Linked DNA regions of Sus scrofa: region 1 is linked to region 2. A link is a contact called in public HiChIP or PLAC-seq data. All regions are on one chromosome and are shown on one strand. Each heading gives the region's core, a stretch centred on a gene start, on an enhancer-like site or on the middle of the called end of the contact. The rest is flanking DNA. Distances are from core to core; before and after follow the strand shown.

Region 1 (6,241 bases), core at 2,117-4,616, 870 kb after region 2:
GCTGGCGTGCTCTTGGTGCTGCTCCCACGACTGTAGTCCTCGGGGGCCCGGCTGCCGTGGGGGGCCAGGTCGGGAGGCCTGCTTGAGCCCTTGGCGGGGAGGCCCTCGCTGGGGCCCTGCCCCGGGGCCCCGTCCCCCTCCGAGGGGCTGAGCCCCGTCCGGACAGGGACGATGGCGGCTGCCTCCCCCAGGTGGGAAGGTGCTGGGGGCTTAGTCCTGGCGGCCAGGGCCGCAGCAGGTGGGAAGTGCTGGAGCTGGGAGCTGCTGCTGCCGCTTCCAGCCGCAAGGGCTGGGGCCGTGGCCGACTGCTGCAGGGGAGCCAGCCTCTCTTCCTTCGGGGGGGCCAGGGAGAAGCGCCTCACGTCCAGTGGCCGGCTCCGGGGGCTGGGGCCCTGGCAGGAGCCACCAGCCTTTCCCACAAGTGGGGTCCGCTCCCGGGCCAGGCTGTGGGAGCCGGGGCTCTGCAAGCCGTGGCCACCTGTCTCTCTGCCCCCCGAGGAGTCGGGGCCCCCTGGCTCCTGTTTGCAGGCCTCCGGCCCGCTGGCCCGGAGGAGGTCGGCGGAGGCCAGGCTGAAGGCCCGGCTCAGGGATGCGCTCCGGCTGGCAGGGGCGTGGGCAGCGGGGGGCATGGTGGCCTGCCGGGGCCTGCCCAGGGACAGGCTCTGGGGGGGCTGCACTGGCCTCTGGGGGGCACTGGGCGGGGCCTCGGCCTCAGCAGGTCTGAAGTTTGGCTTCACGTACTGCCCGGGCTTCAGCAGCTTCCCCTCAGAGGTGGCGACGGCCACCTTAACGGTGGGGGCCACAAGGCTGGTGGGCATTCTGGCCCCTTCTTTCCTGGCAGGTGGGCCTGGCTGGCCGCCGATGCCCGAGAGCTCACCGGCCTTTCTGAAGTAGTCGCTCAGCAGGTCATCCCGGCAACTGGGAGCATCCTAGAGAGGAGAGAGGAAGGCCTGAGTGGGAGCCAGGGGTCTGGAGAGCCCCCTTCCACCCAGGGTGACTCTGTGCAGCCTGCAGGGCCAGGACCGAAGCTCCCCGCCCGGCCACTTGAAGGCCTAACATCCCTGCTGCACACAATGCCCCGGTCAGGATGGGGAGGAGGGGAGCGGGGCTGTTCACAGATTACCAGGGAGAGGGCCCCCCCCCCCCCGATTTGACAAGCAAGAAAGTGGATCTAGAGAGAAAATGACTCTGCACAAGTCCCTTCCACGTTATAAAGCAGTCAGGCCAACTGCTGCCCTCTGTTTCCCATCTTTCCGCCAAGCAGAGCAGGTGGCAACGTGCGGACTGGCAGGACTGGACCTTGGGGACGGCCCTCCTCGCTCAGACACACTGCAAAGGCTTTACTGCGGGCCAGAGAGAGCAAGAGGAACCAACCACACTCAGGACCTCACTGGCCCTCAGACCTTTCTCCTGATGGAAGAAAGCAGAGAGGCAGGCACAGGGGCAGGCGGGGGCGGTGGGAACCAGAGAGGCCGACCGTCCAGGAGAACAGGAAGGCGGCTCAGCCCTCTAGACTGTACCCGCTCCAGCGGCTGCCTCCCACCACCCGGCTGCCACCCCAAACCCCGGGAAACTGGTGTCCACCGCTGACCCCCTGGGGACCAAGCTCTAGGAACCTGCTCTGGTAACTCCAGCCTCCTGCCAGCACCTCCCAGCCTGGAGTCAATCGGAGGTTTCTCCAGAGGCTGATGAGGCAACAAGGGGAAGCGAAGCAAGTTCACGCTGGAGATGAAAGTCAGGGGCTGAGAGCTGCTGTAATCAGACCCCAGCCTGCCTCGACCTGTCAGGCTGCAGGATGAGTCAGCAGCTCAGGAACCACCTGCCAACAACTCCTAGTCCCAGAAAACATCTGGATGCTCAACTTGACAGAGGTGCAACCTGCTGTTTCACACTAGCTTGAAGCCACACTCTCGAGTGTGTGGACAGTAAGGTCCTGTGCCATCAATATCGAGATGGACAGGAACCATTTACTGAGAGCTCCCCTCATGCCACTGTGCTAGGAACCAGGGGCGTGGTGGCAGAAAACTCATTTAATTCTGAAAGCAACCTCGAAAAGTTATTTAAGGGTGTATTAAAATAACCTTTAATCGGTAAGAAAACTGAAGTCATGGAGGTCAGACACCTAGAACCTAGGGCTGACACGGGGGGGGGGAGCTGTTTTCTGCACCCTGGCTCTTTTCTGCACACTTCGAACTTCTTTGACACCTACTTGCAGGAGGGCACTCAGGGAGCCCACCTCACTGTCCCCCTCCCCACCGCCCCTTAGCACAGCACTCAGGGAGGGGAGGCCTGCTCGGGAGAGGGTGGGGGTGTCGGGGATGTGGGGATAGTGAGGCTGGGCGCCTTGAGCAAATAGGAGGGGCTGGGGGGCGGCTCTCAGCGGTTCTCAGTCTGTGGCTGCTTTCCCGCTGAAGTGGCAGAGCTGAGGAGTTGCAAGAGAAACCGCCTGGCCTCGGAAGCCTAAAATATTTATTAGCTGGCCCTTTATAGAAAAAACTCGCTGCCTTCTGCTGGTGACAGCTCAGGGGCAGTGGGTACTCAGAGCTCTGATACAAAACCCAGCGTGAGATCCTAACCCTGCAAGTGGCTCCTGGCCAGCAGCGGGTGCACCCCATCCCCGCCCTCCGCACTGGCACCAAGTTCTGCCCGCTGGCTTCACAGGTGGAGAAAATGCCTGGGAGGCCTGGGGATGTGCCAGCCACCGGGTATCCCTCCCCGTCCAAGCAGCCCAGCCCCGAGGCTGCGCCACCCCTGCCCCATCCCTTCCAGTGACTTTGCTGCTACGGGCCACTCACGGGGGATGGGGAGCCCCGGTTGCTCTCCTCCAGGAACTCCTCCAGGGTGACCATCTCGCTACTTGGGGAGGCGGAGCAGGGCCGCACCCCGCCGTGGGGCAGGGCAGCACCCCTCTTCTGGACACCCTCCTGGGGGAGAGGCCCGTTCCGGGGTGGGGGGTACTCATGGCGGCCAAGGGCGGGGCGCCCCGGGGTGCTGGCAGGGACCGTGTCCCTGCTGGGGATCAGGTCTTCACTGCTGAAGCTCTCGGACCTGCGGTGGAGCTGGTCGGAGGAACCTGGGGTCAGGACGGGCGACACAGAGAAACACATGTTAAGCCTTCTCTCCCCGCCTCCCACCTCTGGTGGGCTCACTTAACACACAAAGGACCCCACCCGAGCACCCAGGACGCTCTTCTCCCAGGCTGGGATTTTGGAGGTTCAGGACCCACCCTCCAGTGCTTAGCATTCAGAACAAAATAACTTGAGATAAGGGCGGAAAGCTTTGCTTAAGTTTAAATCAGTAACAGCTGTAAGGCACCGCGCTCATGAGCCTGTCCATTCACACGCGCGGGGGTTGCTGGTTCAGCACCTGCTACAAGCCAGGTGGCCTTTAGAGGCTGGTCATGTGGACGCTAAGAAGTACACAAGTTTTATGGCCTCGGGACGGCAAAGTTCTTTCCAGATTTATTCATTAAGACAGACTGTATTCTGTACCATAAAATGAATTTAAGAGAACATAAAAGAAGCAAAGCCATCTATCCGCTCTGTTCCTGACCACAGGGGAACGAAACTACTTTTCAGTCCCCATTCTAAGGATGAAGTAACTTGGATTCAGAGGATGGGTGACTCGCCCGGGTGCCCAGGGCCTGCCGTGGGGGTGAAGGGATTTGAATCCCAATCCATGTGAACTCTCGGCCTGTACTCATTGAAACTGTGTGATGTGGCCTAGGAACACCAATGAAGAATGCGTGCACGATCCTGATAACTGTATTTTGGGTTTTTTTTTTTTTTTGGCCACGGCTGCAGTATGGGGAAACTGCCGGGCCAGGGATGGAACCCAGGCCACAGCTGTAACCAGAGACACAGCAGTGAAAACACTTAACCCTTGACCCTCTGAGCCACCAGGGAACTCCAGTAATTGTCTTTCTAAAATTACAAATATAAGCTCAGAGCCAAAGATCCACTTACACTGAAAAGTGCCCGGAAGGAAAGGTCAGCTTACCTTTCAGGTTAAGAGGTGAGCTGTCGCTGGATGCATTTCTACTGCTCTCCAAGCTCCCTGGCCTGGACACTGAAAAGAAACATCAACATTTAACCTAAAGGGCAATGACTGAGAAAAATCATGGAACAAAACAACTGTGCTGAAGTTAAGCCAGGTGCCGCCAGGAAGGGCGGCCTGCAGTATTTTTTTAAAATTAGATCTAAGGCTGTAGCTTAAAACAAGTTTGTTCATGATGGAAATCTCATGCAGAACTCAAAAGGTTGACCAAAAAAGAAAGGGGCTGCTCTGGCTAAGCCAAGGGTAGAGGTGTCCAACCCGTCACTGCACAGAGCTTCTGGAACATTCATGAAAACAGTGTGGCTTGGTCAGGGCGGAGCCAGGAAGCGGCAGTATGTGCACGTGTGTGCAGGGAGCAAGTGCCTGGGTGCAGGGAGGCTTGGGTTCCCTGGTCCTGGGAGTGGGAGCTGGACCCTCAGGAGGAGAGGGCACGCTGGCTTTCCCTGGCTGTTTGCTGTCCTCCCACTCATGCGTCTTAAACTCACATCTGCCTCAAAGGGAAAAACTGACCTTTAGGCGAAGAAGCACTGGAGGGAACTAGCCCTCCTGGCTGCCGTGTGCACCCAGGGAGCGTGTCTGCAGCAGCTCAGAGGGTGAGCATCAGGCACAGGAAGGGTGACCCCCGCCCCATGCGAAGGGCAGGTGGTGCCTTCCAGGCCCACCTCTCCCTGTCTCCTCCGCCAGCCCAGCAGCATGGGCCTCACCAGCCCCATATCAGTGTTTGTCCTGCCGGACCAGCAGCCCCTGGGGGACAGGGACTGTGTCCCTGTCATCTCTGCATCCTCCTAGCACACAGCTGGTGTTGGGCTGACTGCACTGGGAACAGGGGACGCACTGCCGACCACCCCCCGCCCCCAAAGCAAGCTTGCTCTTGTTTGACTGGGTCTTTAGGGCACTCGGTTCCCAAGTGCTGGGCGTGTTCTCTGCAAATAGCAGGCATCTGGAAAACGCTTGTTAGCTAACGGGGTTGGGGACGAGCCAAAAAGCACATGGTTTTCGTGTATGGTAAAAAAGCAGAATAAGTCTTCTGAGAAAGGAATAGTTGAAAATTTTAAAAAATGCACATCTCTCTTTAAAAAGGAAATAAATTTCACTAAAAGAAAATCATGATATATAAATCAAAGGGCCCCAAGGCACTTTTATCTAAGTAATGCATCAAAAACTCCTTTCCTGGAGTTCCCACTGTGGCTCAGTGGGTTATGAACCTGACTAGTGTCCTTGAGGATGCGGGTTCGATCCTTGGCCTCGCTCAATGGGTTAAGGATCCCGTGTCCCTGTGAGCTGTAGTGTGTAGGTTGCAGATGAGGCTTGGATCCCACGTTGCTGTGGCTGTTGCAGGCCACCAGCTGTGGGTCTGACTGGACCTCTAGCCTGAGAACCCCCAGATGCCATGGACGCGGCCCTAAAAGGATGAAAAGAAAAAAATCTTTCCCTTCTTTTTCCTAGCTAAGAGAAGCTCAAGGCATCAAAATACTTAAGAAGAAAACCCTTTTGGTCAGCTGACAAGCAGAAAGCCGGCTGCTCAGGTTTAGCAAAGGCTGCAGGCAGGAGATCCCTCCTGCTGTGATGTCTATCATTCAACATCAAGCCAAAAGGGCTCCCTTGTGTCAAACCATTTCATTGCAGAGAGGGTCTTTACGCATCTAAGTTGGAAATCTCTGCGTTTGTATCCTAAATCTTTTTAGACAACAGATAGGGGAGGAGATGATGCCAGCTCCTACACGTAGCACTTCGGAAGGAAACTGAAGCCAATGTAAACTTTCTGAGTTTTTCTTTTTTTAATTATCTTCCTACCCCTTTAGGGTTTTTGTCTTGCAAAAACTTAAAACAACACAAAGCCACTTTTAATTTTTGAGAAGGTTGGTATAATTCCCAGTTTCCCGTTGGCAGAAATGCACAATATGCCTAAATCAAACGGCAAGTGCTTCTAACAATTTCTAAGATGAAATACAGCTCGGAGCTCCCCTGGGCAACTAAAATCCAAGTGAAGACAGTCAGAAATCTTTCCATAATCAATGCTCCCTGTGGGGTCACCAGAACTTCCTGGCATATATAGGAGGGTGCTTTAAAACAAGGGGCGATAAAGCCTCTAGTAGTGGGATGTTTGATAAGAAGTGACTTCCCCGTCACTGGAGGTATGTAAGCAGAAGTCACATGCACAGGCTGCTGGGGAGGGCAAGGAAGG
Region 2 (6,423 bases), core at 3,013-5,512:
TGAAAGTGTCCATGCATATGCAGGACAGTGTATTTGAAAGTCAACTGCTGTTTGTCCAATTCCTTTTCTCTCCCATATTCTCCATGGCCAACAGTAAGTTTTAACTCCTTCCATCATTTTTTGCAGGGGGAAAAGGCAAGCAAGCAAGCAAATGAGCTCGCGTGTATGAACCATGCATGTGCCTGTGTACCTAGAAGGCACCCACATACAACCCAACAAACCAGTGCCCTCCTCCACGGAGCCCCACCCTTTGCCAGTGGCCCCACGGCCCCCGCTCTCTCCTGGCACTCTCGGCCTGCACCTCACATTCTGGCCCTAATTCGATTTTTTCACTGTGTTTATCAAAGCGTTAGAAGCCCATCCAGATGCCTCCCAGAGAGCTGCTAGGGGAAGTCACTGCTCTAATTAATTCCTGGTCCAATGCTCATCTTTCCAAAAAGACAGAAAAAAAGCCTGGGGCCCTTAAGGAATTTCTGAGTGAATAAGAATTTTCTATCTACAGTCCAACCAAACTTGGCTCATGGCAGACACTCAGTAAAAATACTGCAAGTCTGGACCTCACACCCTGTGTGTCTGTCTCTACCTACAAAAGACTGGAGAAGATCAACTGGCAAATCTGCAGGCTCTCCTTTGTAAATTAAAGCTCTTTCATTTCCTTAGATAGATGCACAGAGTGTCAGCACTGGAACTTTTAGGGAACATCTGATGCACCCCTCTGGCTAAGGGGCCTAAGGACAGGAGCAGAGCTCCACAGGAACCCAGCTCTCCTGCTGCCCCAGCTGCCTCCTCTGGTGAACAAGCAACAGGTGTCTGGTCCACGGACAGACACCACGCTGGCCTTTAAACTTCTCAAGGTTTCCATTTCATACAAGGGTGTCAAAACATAAAATCTGAGCTTTTGAGTCTGAAGAATAAATGTTAAAAATACAGAAACTCTGGTGGTAACTCATCTTGATGCCGACTTCTGCCCATGAGATTGTGCCCTTTTGTCCTGAGTGTGCCTCTGAGCTGCTGTCCTTACAGAGGTCAGGAGAGGGAGGCCAGGTGAGTTCTGAAACCTCTCCCAACCCTAACTCACTCCCTCTGAACGTCTTTACACCTGATTCTGTCATATGACAACTGGAAATGTTCAAATGCTTTCATCAACTTCTAAGAATTTATCCTATGGAAATAATCAGAGACATATATACACTAATTAGGTAAAGAAAGGTCACTCCTGGCTTCTGAAAACCACAGTATTCAATGGAGGTCACTTGGATAGGATTTAATAGCCTGGAGTTAACACTCAAGTGGCCTAAAAGAGATCATGTATCTAAAAAAGCAATTTGGCAGCAGATGTATTAGCAAATGAGGCCGAGCCCAATATCAGGCCTTTAATCAAAGGCAAAGCCAATTCAGACTCTGTGAAGCCCACCTTTCAGCCTGCACAACACATTAACAAAACTAAATGGCACCTTACCACATTCAATCGCTGTAGTATTTTTAAGTAAAATCAAAGCTGCTTTGGAAACATCTATTTTAAAAACCACATTCTAGATAGAGCTAGATCAATCCTATCTTTTAACAACAAAACCGAATCAAGACCTGCAAAAAAAAAAAAAATTTTTTTTTTTTTTTTTTGTCTTTTTGCCTTTTCTTGGGCCGCTCCCACGGCATATGGGAGGTTCCCAGGCTAGGGGTCTAATTGGAGCTGTAGCCACTGGCCTACACCAGAGCCACAACAACGTGGGATCTGAGCCGCGTCTGCGACCTACACCACAGCTCACAGCAACACTGGATCATCAACCCACTGAGCAAAGGCAGGGATCAAACCTGCAACCTCACGGCTCCTAGTCGGATTCGTCAACCACTGCGCCACGACGGGAACTCCCCCCCCCCTTTTTTTTTTTTTTTTTGTCTAAGACCTTCAAAAAAAATTAAAAAAATTTTTTTTTAATTTTGCTTTTTAGGGCCACACCTATGGCATACAGAGCTTCCCAGGCTAGGCACTGAAGTGGAGCTGTAGCTGCTGGCCTATGCCACAGCCACAGCCACGCAGGATCTGAGCCACGTCTGTGACCTACACCACAGCTCATGGCAACGCTGGATTCTTAACCCGCTGAGCAAGGCCAGGGATCAAACCTGTGTCCTCATGGATGCTAGTCAGATTTGTTAACTGCTGGGCCACAACAGGAATGCTGAAAAAAATTTTTTCTAAATTTTTTTCTTTTTAGGGCCACACCCACAACATACAGAAGTTCCCAGGCTAGGGGCTGAATCAGAGCTGCAGCTGTAGGCCTACACCACAGCCGCAGCAATTCGGGATCCAAGCCTCATCTGCGGCCGATACCACAGCTCATGGCAACACCAGATCCTAGCCCACTGAGCAGGGCCAGGGATCAAACCTGCATCCTCACGGACACTATGTCAGGTTCTTAACCTACTGAGCCACAACAATAACTCCAAGACCTGAAAATTCTTATGAGCAGAACAGCAACGAGTTTAGGTCTTTTTCAGATGAAAGCTCTTAGACTATTTCCAAGCTGTTGACTCAACAAAGTCGACTCAGAGAAAGTCCCTCGACGTCCTGCTGCACCACCTGGTCCCGGCACCCTCCTGTCACTCTATCAAAGCCTCCGGTGCAAGAGGCAACATGCGACCCCTTCCAAGTCCTGATGTCATTCCACCAGGACCCCCCAGGATGAGCCAAGGCCGAGGTGTAGGGGGAAGCCTCCCAGTCCCCAGTGCAATGGCTACTGGCCACCTACACATCGCACTTAGGAAGGAGGACAGAGAGACAAAAACTTACCAAAAACTTCAAATACATCCTCCACAATAAGGGGCACTGGCTGCCGTGGTCACTCCGCAATGCTTGTTCAAACAGGGCACTGATCCGGTGTGTCAGGCCGGTCTCGGGAATGGTGGCATGGACCTCTCTCCCGTCCACCCTACGAGACAAAGGCACCATCACTCCGAGACAGCTCTCATCCCTACACCGCAGTAGGAAGAGATCCGCAAGTACAGCAAACGCCAGTGACAACTGGACTGGTGCTGTCCCCCAATCTGAGGGTGCTGGGGGCAGGTACGGGTACGCTGTGGCTCTTCCAGGGCCGGAAGAAGCCTGCATCCATGGTTCTGTGGTGCCTCCACCACGCTGAGTCTGCCTAGAAGGCTCACAAACTCCTTGCTTCTCGGTTTTCTAAGGAAAACCGACCTTCTCATCAGCAGAATGCAAATTTTACTGTATGGGAAGGAAACACCTTTCAACTGAAAGCAGACTAAATAAAACCTCATGCAAGAAATTAAAAAAAAAAAAAAAGTAAACTGAAATACTATCCAGAAGCAATTCTGAACAGTCAATTTATAACCATAAAGATTCTGGAAGGAATCACGATACCTTAGCTAATATGTTCCCAAGCCTATCATTTAGCCTTTAGATAAACTACTGTATCAAAGGATGACACTTAAAACATGCCACTGTTACCATCAGTCATGACAGCAGAGGCTAGTACTTTGTTACTTTGCGCTCAGCACTTCCCCCCCCCCCCCCCGCCAGCAACTCTCTGAGGTAGGTTCTCTAAATTATTCCCATTTTGCAGAAAAGGAACCTTCCACAGACATGAGAGACTTGGCCAGATCACACAGCTGGTATGTGGAGGAGCTGGATTTGACCCCAGATTCCAACTCCAGAGCCCACGTTCTTGGCCACTATGCTTTTCTACAGCTTCTCGGACACCTGAAGCCCTGGCAGTCCCCACTCAGGCACCATAAGCTACATTCAGGATCCCAAAAGGCGCAGTCTAGGAAGAAAGCCACAAAAGCTTCTAACGAAAACTGCTGCTGCTGGCAAGTCTCTAATTACTTTTTCAGTGAGTTATTCTACGCCCTTGAGCCCACCCACAGCAGGTGTTCCAGGGCCTGGCCCACACTCGTTTCTGCATTCCTGAGGCCTGGCAGGCAGCAGGCAACCGGCAAGCATTGCTTAATGGTTTGTGGACACATGAACAAAACGCTCCATCATTACCTCTGCACGGTTTCCACCAGGCTTTTCCTCATTCTCTCAGCTTCAATTGCAAACAACCATGGCTCCAAGGGTTTGGCAGACCTGGTCATTGTGTTGAAGAATCTTCTGGTCTTACTGGCACTGTGGGACTTATTCTGAATCTGTACATATGACCTCCAAAGAACCTGGTTGCCAGGATACAACTTTAGAGCCTCCGAGAGAGCCTCTCGCAGAGGAGCCAGAGGGTAGACGCTGACTTTCATGTGGAATCTGAGCAGGCTCGTGTGCATCAGGGCGGCAGCCTCGAGGACACCGCTCAGGCTCCGAGGGCTCGAGCTGCCCTCCAGGCCACAGCCCTCGGCGGACACAGAGCCCTTGAGTTTCGCAAACACCTGCTCATATATCCGCACAGCAGCATCAATCCCAGTGGTCAAATACTGGAAAAGCATAAAGCATTTAACCAAGCTAACCAGGCGGTTGGAGGAATCAGGGGGAGCTGGATCGGAGAGAGAGCCCTCCCCCAAACAGTCCTGCAGCGCGTGCTCATAAGCCTTCCGAGCTTTCAAAATGTGAACAGCCAAGACCTGCCCCGTGTAAGGCCCGTAGGGCCCGTTCTCGGTCAGTCTGGTCAGTATGTGGACAGCTCGGGCTGTAGCGGCCCCTCTCATGTCAGGCAGCAGCTCCACCTCCAGCTCAGCATAGAGGAGACTCAGCTCACAGAGCTCGTGGTCCTTCAGTTCTCTGCTCCCTGCTATGCTGAGTGCTGTATCAAAAACTTTTCTGGCATCTTCTGTGTTGCCGAGCAGCCACTCCAGGTGCGCATATTGCTTCCAGAGGCAAAAATTGTTGCGGTTGTCTGGCTCCTTAAGGAGATTCTTGGCTAGTTTTTTGCAGTTCTTTCCTTGTGACTTTAATCTCTTCTTGTTTTTAGTGTGCAGACACCAAATGACCTAAAGGTAAGAAGACAAGAATGACTCCAAGTGCTCTGTGGGGTTAAAGCAATCCCTTTGTCCTACAGCGTCTAGGCTGCCTTCCTTCGTCATGTGTTTCGGTAAACGCTTAGACTCTCTGAACCGGGAAACAAATCAGGATTTTACCAAAGCCATAGGTGCCCCCAAATGAACATATCCAGCTTTCCAACCAAAACCTCTATAAACAAGGCTTACATACTTCAAATGCTCGTCTCCAAACGAAGGTGACCACGAGATTTTACTTTTTTTTTTTTTTTTTTTGTCTTTTTTATCTTTCTAGGGCTGCACCCACAGCATATGGAGGTTCCCATGCTAGGGGCTGAATCGGAGCAATAGCCACAGGCCTACACCGCAGCCACAGCAATGCTAGATCTGAGCTGCATCTGCAACATATACCACAGCTCATGGCAATGCCAGATCCTTAACCCACTGAGCAAGGCCAGGAATCGAAGCTGCGTCCTCATGGATGCTAGTCGGGTTTGTTAACCACTGAGCCACGATGGGAACTCCTACCAGACACTATTTAAGTAATACAGCCTGGTGTGTGCAACCTGCAGTTAAAGGGTCAGAACTTTGGGTGTTAAAATTCAATACTACCTGGTGGCCAGCAGAGGGCAGAAGAGTCAACCCTAGAGGAATTTTGCAGATAATAGCTATAAAGAGCAGGGTAAGTAGCTTATTTTATCTATTTTAATAAGCCCCTAAATCCTCTAACCCTGCTTAAGCTTAAGCTCTGTTCTTGACACTAACTGCTCACATAATCACGGACATCTGGTGATAAAGAATCAATGCAACAAACAGCTCCCCCGCCACTGACCACTGACGAGCTGGGCTTTGCTCTCCTCTTCCCGGGGCCCCTCATAAGGGACAGCTACAACCCCAGGGCCTATTGGGACCCTGAAGAAGGACGGCTGTGGCCCAGCGCCCTGAAGAACACCAGCACCTGGCCATCCCACCTACAAACAGCGGCAGGAAATGAGGTGGGGGGAGGATGCCGGAGTTACCTTTGCGATCTCGTACCGTAACCAGGAGAAGCAGAGCTGAGACCTCTCCGTGCCTGAAAACAAAGGCATCACAAGGTGGAAGACGTTGCGGATGAACTCCTCGCCCTCTCGATGGTGACCCCTGGTCCAGCGCCGGCAACCTAACTGGTCCGTGCGGCCGACACAGCTGATGCCAGAAAATGAAAGGTTGAGGAAAGTCAAGGGCCTTTCATCATAAAGTCCATTATCGAAGATGCTGTTTTCATCCATGGCCTGATAGAGGCAAGAGGCTGGAGGGCTAAAGCCAGAAGGCACACCCAAGAACTGCAGAAAGGCCGAGATCAGCTGAAACTGAAGATCCGGGCTGGAAAGTCGGATCAGAGACTGCCCAATATCATCAAACAACACCTGCAATGAAGACAAAGTCAAGTGACATAATGCAACAAACAAACCTTCAGGTTTTCCCACAGTTCTTTTTATACGGATG

Evidence for each region. HiChIP or PLAC-seq counts read pairs in DNA pulled down with a chosen protein or histone mark.
Region 1: a contact with region 2 is called in an H3K27ac HiChIP or PLAC-seq map of skeletal muscle, with 6 times the contacts expected there. The contact joins two enhancer-like sites. A contact is called at or near these places in 3 of 47 Hi-C or Micro-C datasets (embryonic fibroblasts, epiblast stem cells and heart right ventricle) and 1 of 2 datasets of contacts at active chromatin or transcription factors (skeletal muscle).

What each region holds. Positions count from the first base shown.
Region 1 is chr7:112,918,590-112,924,830 of Sscrofa11.1, forward strand. CCDC88C (protein Daple) reads right to left here. Exons shown (of 31, transcript XM_021100083.1): 29 at 4,000-4,068; 30 at 2,796-3,073; 31 at 1-929. Among named protein-coding and RNA genes, the nearest start is that of GPR68, 17 kb to the left of the region's middle. Within about 2 kb of position 3,367, at least 1 of the 83 cell types and tissues checked has an H3K27ac peak or open chromatin away from gene starts, as enhancers often do. A contact at or near this core is called in skeletal muscle, where this site is marked.
Region 2 is chr7:112,046,324-112,052,746 of Sscrofa11.1, forward strand. It overlaps NRDE2 (protein NRDE2 homolog), which reads right to left. Exons shown (of 14, transcript XM_021099603.1): 10 at 5,958-6,344; 11 at 4,004-4,932; 12 at 2,789-2,927. Among named protein-coding and RNA genes, the nearest start is that of PSMC1, 22 kb to the left of the region's middle. Within about 2 kb of position 4,263, at least 9 of the 83 cell types and tissues checked have an H3K27ac peak or open chromatin away from gene starts, as enhancers often do. A contact at or near this core is called in skeletal muscle, where this site is marked.